Regions from separate parts of the Xenopus tropicalis genome. Here region 1 is linked to region 2. A link is a contact called in public Hi-C data. All regions are on one chromosome and are shown on one strand. Each heading gives the region's core, a stretch centred on a gene start, on an enhancer-like site or on the middle of the called end of the contact. The rest is flanking DNA. Distances are from core to core; before and after follow the strand shown.

Region 1 (4,041 bases), core at 934-3,433, 180 kb before region 2:
TAAAGAAAGTTCCCATAATGCCTTGCTTCTGCACAGAGACCAAGACCCGTGTACATGCTCAGTTAGTAAGACTATGAGGAAGCTTCCTGCTGATTGGCTCAGATCCACATTCCTAAGGGGGGCGAGGGAGTTCTTAGCATTATTGAGGGAGGGGGGAGCAGGAGAGAGCAGAGAGCTGCGTGTTTCTGGCACAGGAAAACAGAGACAACAAATCTTTTGGCAGAGAAGTCAGTGCAGCGTTTCTGTGAGTGCTTATGGTTGTATTTACATAGACCTTTCTGATAAAGCTTACTTCGTTTGTACCTTTCTTTCTCCTTTAATGAACAAGGCATTGCTAATGGAAACTCAAGTATAAACATGGCGCCACTTAGGCCAGGGACGCACTGCATATCCATTTTTCAGATTTGACTGAATCCAACCTAAAGAATCAGGCTGAAACCTGAACCCTAATTTTCTTATGCAAATAAGTGACTCCCCTCAAGAAAAATCGCCACCTTCCATAGTCACTTGGTGTAAAGTCGCGCAGGCAGACTAGGGGTAAGGGCCAAAGGCTGCCTATGGTGCAACAGAGTGGGGGGCCAAACCCTGAGGAGGGAATGTGAACTAGGGGACTGGTGAGTGGAGTTGAATAAACAAGCAACTGGCAGGGGAAGAGCGAGTGATCAGCAGCAGCAATGGGGGATGGAGAGGTGTAAATGTTGGGGGGTGTGGGGATGGTGCTGGTGGGTCAGCCAGCTTGCAAGTCATGTGATTTTAAGGGTTGGATTTGGTTTGACCAGGCACTCAAATTTGGCTGAATCACAAATTAAATTCAGGATTTGGTGCATCACTAATTTGACCCTCCGTATCATTCAAGTTTGATATGCCTGCTGCAGCGGGTCCCTTGGGCATTTGATTGGGTTGGGTTACTGTGTTTGCTGATTATAAAATAGAGGGCCTAAACCATCATCCTGCTGTAGGCCCTCTTGTATCTTTTCTACTGTACTAGGTTGGGTTGTTCCAGAAGACTGAACTATTCTAAATCTAGACACAAAGGTAGTGGATGTTAGGGGCTGATGCTAAACATACTTCAGGTGAGGGAGTATGAGACATTAAGGGGGCAATTTAATAATGGTTTTTGATTTGGATTTTTCAGTGCTGAAAGTTGCCGGAAAAAAAACTAATTTACTATGCATCAAAACTGCCAAAAATCTGAATTCGACAATACACCAGCTAAATCCTGCCGAGATCATGTAGAAGTCAATGGCAGATGTCCCTTCCCTTCCCTAAAGGATCCTTCTTTACTTTGAAACTTTAGAGGTTTTTGGATTTTTGATGCTGGTTTTTTGTGCAACAATTAGAGGTTTCCATATGACAATTCGAAAATGCCTCAGTTTCACAACTTTTCTATGACTTTTCCCCACACATACTTTTTCATTTCAGTCCAGTTAGGGTAAGTTAGGTTAGGGTAAATCTGCCCCTAAGAGTTTGCAGTTGGCCCCTAAGGCCCACAAGTAAACATAACATTGAGAAAGTTCTCAATCAATGCTCAGCAACTTTGACAAAAACTTATGATGGTTCCTGACAAAGGGGGTAATTAATATTTCTAATTACTAATGGTTTGCACTCTACATAGAGTATTAGGCACTGGCTGAAACCATATTGGATCCTGTGCTAGGAGTCAGCTGGTTCTGTGGCTTCGGCCATCATTGAAGGACAAGTGCTGAGATTAAAATGGGCTAATGGCATTATCATTAATGTTTTCGAGATGCCTATAGTAATATTTGCTTGTCCCCAGAAGAATCCAACTCCACCATTTTGTGGATTTACAATGACTATTCCTGACATGAAGCCAAGCTGGACCCTCTCCAAGCAAACAGGGAGCCCCTCTAGCAGAATAAGGAAACCTTAGGAAAGTCTTCCCCTGCAGCTTAATGAATCGCTGCTAAAGATTTACCTAATGGAATTCTTTTCATTTGCATTGTAAATAACATTAGGGTTTAATAATGTATGAACTTCTCTGAGCAGATGCAGAATTGCCCCAGTAAATACATAGAGATCAGAAACCATGAAAAATGACTTTATTGGTTGAAAATAAGTATCTCCTAACAGATTAAGCCCAAGGGCTCGCTATGCCCGTGCTGTTCAATAGCCAGATGCATTGTGGGTGTCCTTTAGTCTGGGCTTTGGGATAGCCACCCTGCTCCCAGGAAGGAAAGGTCACGCCTCATTTACTGAGAGGAATTTCATGTTCTTGGTTTATCCCAGCAAGAACACACTGGCTGTGTGAAATCTCACTCCTGATGGTTTATTCTGTATACACAGCCCCACAGACAAGCTCGCCAGATGGAAACCAGAATCCATATTAAGGCTGCCGTTTTCATGGAAGTGAATGTGGTCACTGGGCATCACCTTTTCCATGTGCAAATTAAAGTACTGTAATAAAATAATAATAATAAAAAACTATAATTAATGTACTATTTGTAGAATTTACGGACTTAAATGACTTCTCTTTCTCTTTTTTAGAATACAGGTATGGGATCCCTTATCCAGAAACCTGTTACAAGAATTCCACCTTCCATAGAGTGCAATTTAATCAAATAATTCCGATTTTGAATATTGATTTAATTTTACTCTGTAATAATCAATATTGGAGGCAAAGCAATCCTATTGGGCTTATTTAATGTTACATTATTTCTTAGCAATCTTAAGTCCAATACCTCCAGGTCCAGAGCATTCTGGATAACAGGTCCCATACCTGTACTAATTTTCTAAATGTTTTCCTGTCTACAAATCGTTTTAGATTGTTATCCTTGGTACCCAGGAACACTCTTGTACTCTCAGCCACATTGGTTATATTGTACTTCTTGCAATCTATGTTAATGCAACAATATTTTTAAGACAAGTAGGTTTAGGTCTAATAGGAAGTATTGTCCCCAAATTATAGGGAGACACAGGAGAGGCCAACTAGTCCCACGTGGTAGTTTTCCGTTTCCACGACTGGGGATTTAAAAATTGCGGTGATTAATTGCCCCGTCTGTCTTTGCCCTTCGCTAAAGGGCAAAAAATTTCAGACCAGAGGTCAAGGCAAGCAGCAGGCAAACCAAACAATAACTAGAAACAGGCCAGGTGTTAGAACCAGGGAATCCACAAGAACTGGGCCTATAACCGCTCACAAACGAGATAACGGTAGAGAAGGGAAAAGTCTAATCATAATTACTAACAAGGCTGAGCCTTCACAGCTTTCTGTGGAGCACTGACTTCTGTGACTTTATGTGGAGCACTGACCGGGCTCTTCCAGTCCCCTGGTTCTGGACATGGTTTTTACCATAATTTAATAAATAAAAGCAGAAAGGCAATAGATCATTATGATTATAGGTCAATTATGCTCAACAACATCAAGCATGTAGCAGGAAAACCTCATTAATGAAGAAATTGACGTGCTCATTCACTAATAATTGATATTGTCTTTAAAATACATCTTATTCCATCATACAATAAAAATGGGATCAAATCACAACAACATGGTGGGACAAAAACACATGTGGCACTTCTGAGATATATAAGGCAACAGCCCAACCATGCTGGAATAAACCAATTAATGGATGGGAAACAGCATGAGTGTGTTGGGTGCAGTTTGGAAAAAGAAGTTGGGCTGAGGAAGCCACAAATGCATGTAATATAACAACCCCTAATAAATGTTCCACAATGTAACTTCCAAATAATGAATTTAGCTGGCAGATCTGGACTGGCAATCTGTGGGTTCTGGCAAATGCCAGGGGGGCTGTAAGATGCCATAGACAGTTACTATTTAGTGGGCTGGTGGGGCTGTTTGTGCCTCTGTGTACTTGAAATTCCAAGGCCTATTTTGTATCCCAGTCTGGGCCTGCATGCTGAACTGGTGGGTTTGGAAACATGAATTCCAGCAATGGGTTTGGGCAGGTCACAGGGGGGAACTGGGCCCCTATCTTTGCCACCCAGTCATTACTTTGCCTTCTGTATCACATATGAATTTAGCATAGAATCATCTCTTTGCTGCCATTGCCTTTCAGCTCCAGGGCC
Region 2 (3,716 bases), core at 400-2,899:
CCCCTTCTTTTTCCTCTTTCTTCTCTCCACCTCTTTCCTGTGTGCCCTGCCTTTTTCCTCACTTCTCCCATATACTGTACTGGTCTTCCCATCACTTTCATCTATCCATTCCTCTTTGAATTTGACTCCATGACAGTGTTTTTCTTGCCTGTAGGTAATCTGCATGTTCATTGCTATGACGCTGACAGAACCATCACACAAGGGAGCCACATGGGAACTGGGCAGGTGGGAAATCCAAGCAACTGTCATCTAATGTCAAGTCAGACAACTTTTAGAATGTAAGCTCTTGCGAGCAGGGCCCTCCCCCAAGTGTCTCCGATCCTCATCCAACTCTCCGATCCTCATGCAACTGCAAACCATTTTTTTGAATTGTTTATATGTACATGTTAACTGTTCTGTCTTTTGTACCCCTCTATTCTGTAAACATTCAGTTTGAAAATGTAGGACTACAGTCCTAAAAATAAAAAAAATCTGACAATGTTCTGGCAGACAATCGTATGAAAGTGTCCCGGAAATACATTGCAGGTCGCCCATGGATATGGGCACAGATTTTATCGTTATCTGACAGAAACTGCCTAACCTGTCTGATTGATTAAACCACTCAGTGTCATGGTACAAAAATTGTTGGGATGATAATCTGGAAGCCTCACATAACCCAAAAATCATACGAATCGTTGTTTCTTGTGATTATATCGGTGTGTGTATGGCCAGCTTTAGATGTTTCCTTGTGCCAAGTCCCTGTTCCTTGCATGAATGTTGATGAATGGTGCAGCTAGAGATTACGTAATGGAAAGAAAACAACATAAATCTGGAGGCGGTACCTGGGCTACGAGCCAGCAAGCGTGCACTTGAGGGAAGGTGATGGGTTTTACAAACATTACCATGGTATTATCTAAGGCCTCATTTATCAAGTACAAAAAAATGAGTGTAATACACCATGGTTTTTTTTTACCAGCCAATATCTTACATGTGTCAATCAAATGCATTGAACAGGCAGGGAATTCTCTTGCACTCCCTGTAATTGTCTGTCATTTCTCGGGCAAAAAATAGGCCTTATTTACAGCCACAAGTGCAGTGGGCAAAATGCAGATTGCAGTGTTTTATTTCCAATAGTTTCAGCATAACTGCGGCTGGATGTGGCTGGCACAATAGTGGCTAATAAGCAAAGCAAAATTACAGTTGTCCATGCACTTATATGTATATTGTACGCAATTGCACTGGGAATTTTTGGTGTCAGTATTGCATTGTTTATGGTGCTTGGCATTGGTGCCGATTTTTTAGCCGCAAGTTTGTGTGCACCGACGGGTTTGATTTGGAACAGAAGGTGGGGATGGAAATATTGGCACAGAGTACGACTATGAGAAAAGTCAAGTAGTGGCTTTGGGTGCAAGTGCCTTTCCGAATTTAGCAAATTTGCACCTTTTTTCTGCAGCACCACATTATTGAAGTCCTGCTTATTATTATGCATTAATGCTGGAGGTCTTTAACTTTAAATAGGTTAAAAACCTCCTAATTCTTTTGCCTCTGCTGTATTGCAGTCAATAAGAGCAACGGCTGTAGAGTTCTCGAGCACACAACTGACGTATGAAGACATTTGAAGTGAAAGGGTTAACTAAACATCCCCCCCTTCATTTACACAAAAGCTGTCCCTGCATGAGGTCCTTTGCTAGCAATGATGGTGTTAATTAAACACAAATGGGCTGGGTTATATCAGCTGCTCCTGTGGGGCAAGAATGACACCAAATTTACCAAGAAGAAAAACATTTATAGAGTATTAAGTCCTACTGGCCTGTAACCCACTGGTCACCCTTAGAGCACTGCATCAAGAATAATGAAACCCAATCTGATTCATTGCTATAAGCTCCACTCTGGCTTACTTTCCCTTTGTTAGTAATTTACTCCTGTGTTTAAATAATTAGCAGAGCCGTATGAGAATATAAAATGAATTGAAGTCTAAGACCTATGACACATGGATATGTGGGTTAATATAGTGCCAGTTGTGCACACAGCCCTGTACATGACAATCAGGGCCGCTGCTCCCTATAAGCAGAGTACTCAGTCTGCACAGGGCACCAACTCCCAGGGGGGCACCATCCCAGCTGCTCAAAAAAATCAATTTTATATATTATAACATACCCCCCAACACTGTCCCACCGGTTTTTATAGCGCATCCCGCTGTCCCGGGATGTTCAATCAATGTCCCGCATTTCCGGGACATTCATTGAACTATCAAGCACAGCGAGATGCGTTGGCTGTACCCTACCATCGGCTTCTTCTGCTGCTCTGCAACTTGTGCGGCGGTGACAGGCCCTTTTATAATGTTGCGCCCCGTGGTACGTGTGACGTCATATGCATGGGGCGCAACCTTATAAAAGGGCCTGCCGCTGCCGCAAAAGGAGCAGAGCCGAAGAAGAAGGGGGGGGGGCTACTGTGTATTGGGCTACTGTCTATGGGGGCTATTGGGGGCACTTACTATGGGGGCATTATCTATGGGTGATATTGGGGGCACTGTGTGTGGGGCCCCTATAGTAGGTGGTTTTTTTATTATTTTATTTTTACTTCCAAAATATTTGGGGGAGGGGGGCACAAAAGTAAATTTCTGCTTAGGGCACCCATTTGGCCAGCAGCGGCCCTGATGACAATACATAGTACAATACAAAGTACCTACAATAACAGAGCGGACATAGGTCGGTGCAATAGAAAATATAACACAGAGTAAATGTGTAAAATTAACTACTAAGGGGCCAATTCACTAAAGGTCGATAACGCTTATCACATGCCTTTTTGTGTTAAACAGCATGCGATAAATAAATACCGATCCACCAAAGTCATTTCGCATGCGTTAATCCGCATATCGCATGCGCAAAAAAACGCATCATCGCAAAACGTTAATTTTAACGCATTGCGTTAATGAGCGAATAGAAATATTACTAAAGCATGATTCACGAACACATAAGAAGCGTTAGACGCGCTAAATATCGCATTAGTCTGTGTGAATATTAACACCTACTTGGGGCAGGCGGTACTTAAAGAAAATTGCGGTTTGTGAGCTTTTGGCAACACAACATGGAGTTTGTAGTTGTATTTTTTCAAGTCTGTGTTGGCCCTAGAGTGATGCAGCCGCCAGTTTTCAGGGAAATGGGCATTTTCAGAACAGTAGTTTTCAGAAAGTAATGGTTATGTGCGTAATATCGAGCGCTAATATCGCACATGGCAAAATATATCAGGCACAGCAGGAAATAACGCACGCGGCGGGAAATAGCACAAGAAAATCGCTCATCGAGAGTTAAATAACGCAAAGAACATCGCTTCTTAATTATGATAACATTATTAACGCATGCTATAGATAGCGCTCGTTTTATCAACCTGTAGTGAATCGGCCCCAAAGTGTGAAACAGGTAGGAGGTCCCTGTCCCATTGTGCTTACAATCTAAGCTCACAAGTACCACAGTGAGAACCTTGGCAGACATTTCCGATTCACATGAATAAAGTTTATTCTAAAAACAGATACAGAAACAGGGCATTAATGTCATTATACAGTTTCAGATAAATAAACCTTTAAAAAAAATGAATGTAAATTGCTCAAGGTTCTTTTCTAAGCAGTTTTGCAATTGGCATTACATTTTTTTCAGTTTCAAAGCTATCTTCAACTGCCTTTAAAATGAATTTCGTAACAACAGCGCCACCTGCGGGTCAGTTCCCATAACTGTACAGTC

The links. A called contact is a pair of places that touch in the nucleus more often than the background predicts.
Region 1: a contact with region 2 is called in a Hi-C map of neurula embryo, with 4 times the contacts expected there. The contact joins two enhancer-like sites. A contact is called at or near these places in 4 of 5 Hi-C or Micro-C datasets (brain, gastrula embryo, neurula embryo and 1 more).

The regions. Positions count from the first base shown.
Region 1 is chr5:146,048,368-146,052,408 of UCB_Xtro_10.0, reverse strand. The region is part of intron 1 of LOC116411091 (a long non-coding RNA gene); the gene reads left to right. Among named protein-coding and RNA genes, the nearest start is that of spats1, 18 kb to the left of the region's middle. Within about 2 kb of position 2,183, at least 2 of the 11 cell types and tissues checked have an H3K27ac peak or open chromatin away from gene starts, as enhancers often do. A contact at or near this core is called in neurula embryo, where this site is marked.
Region 2 is chr5:145,870,109-145,873,824 of UCB_Xtro_10.0, reverse strand. No RefSeq gene overlaps it. Among named protein-coding and RNA genes, the nearest start is that of mrpl19, 9.1 kb to the right of the region's middle. Within about 2 kb of position 1,649, at least 3 of the 11 cell types and tissues checked have an H3K27ac peak or open chromatin away from gene starts, as enhancers often do. A contact at or near this core is called in neurula embryo, where this site is marked.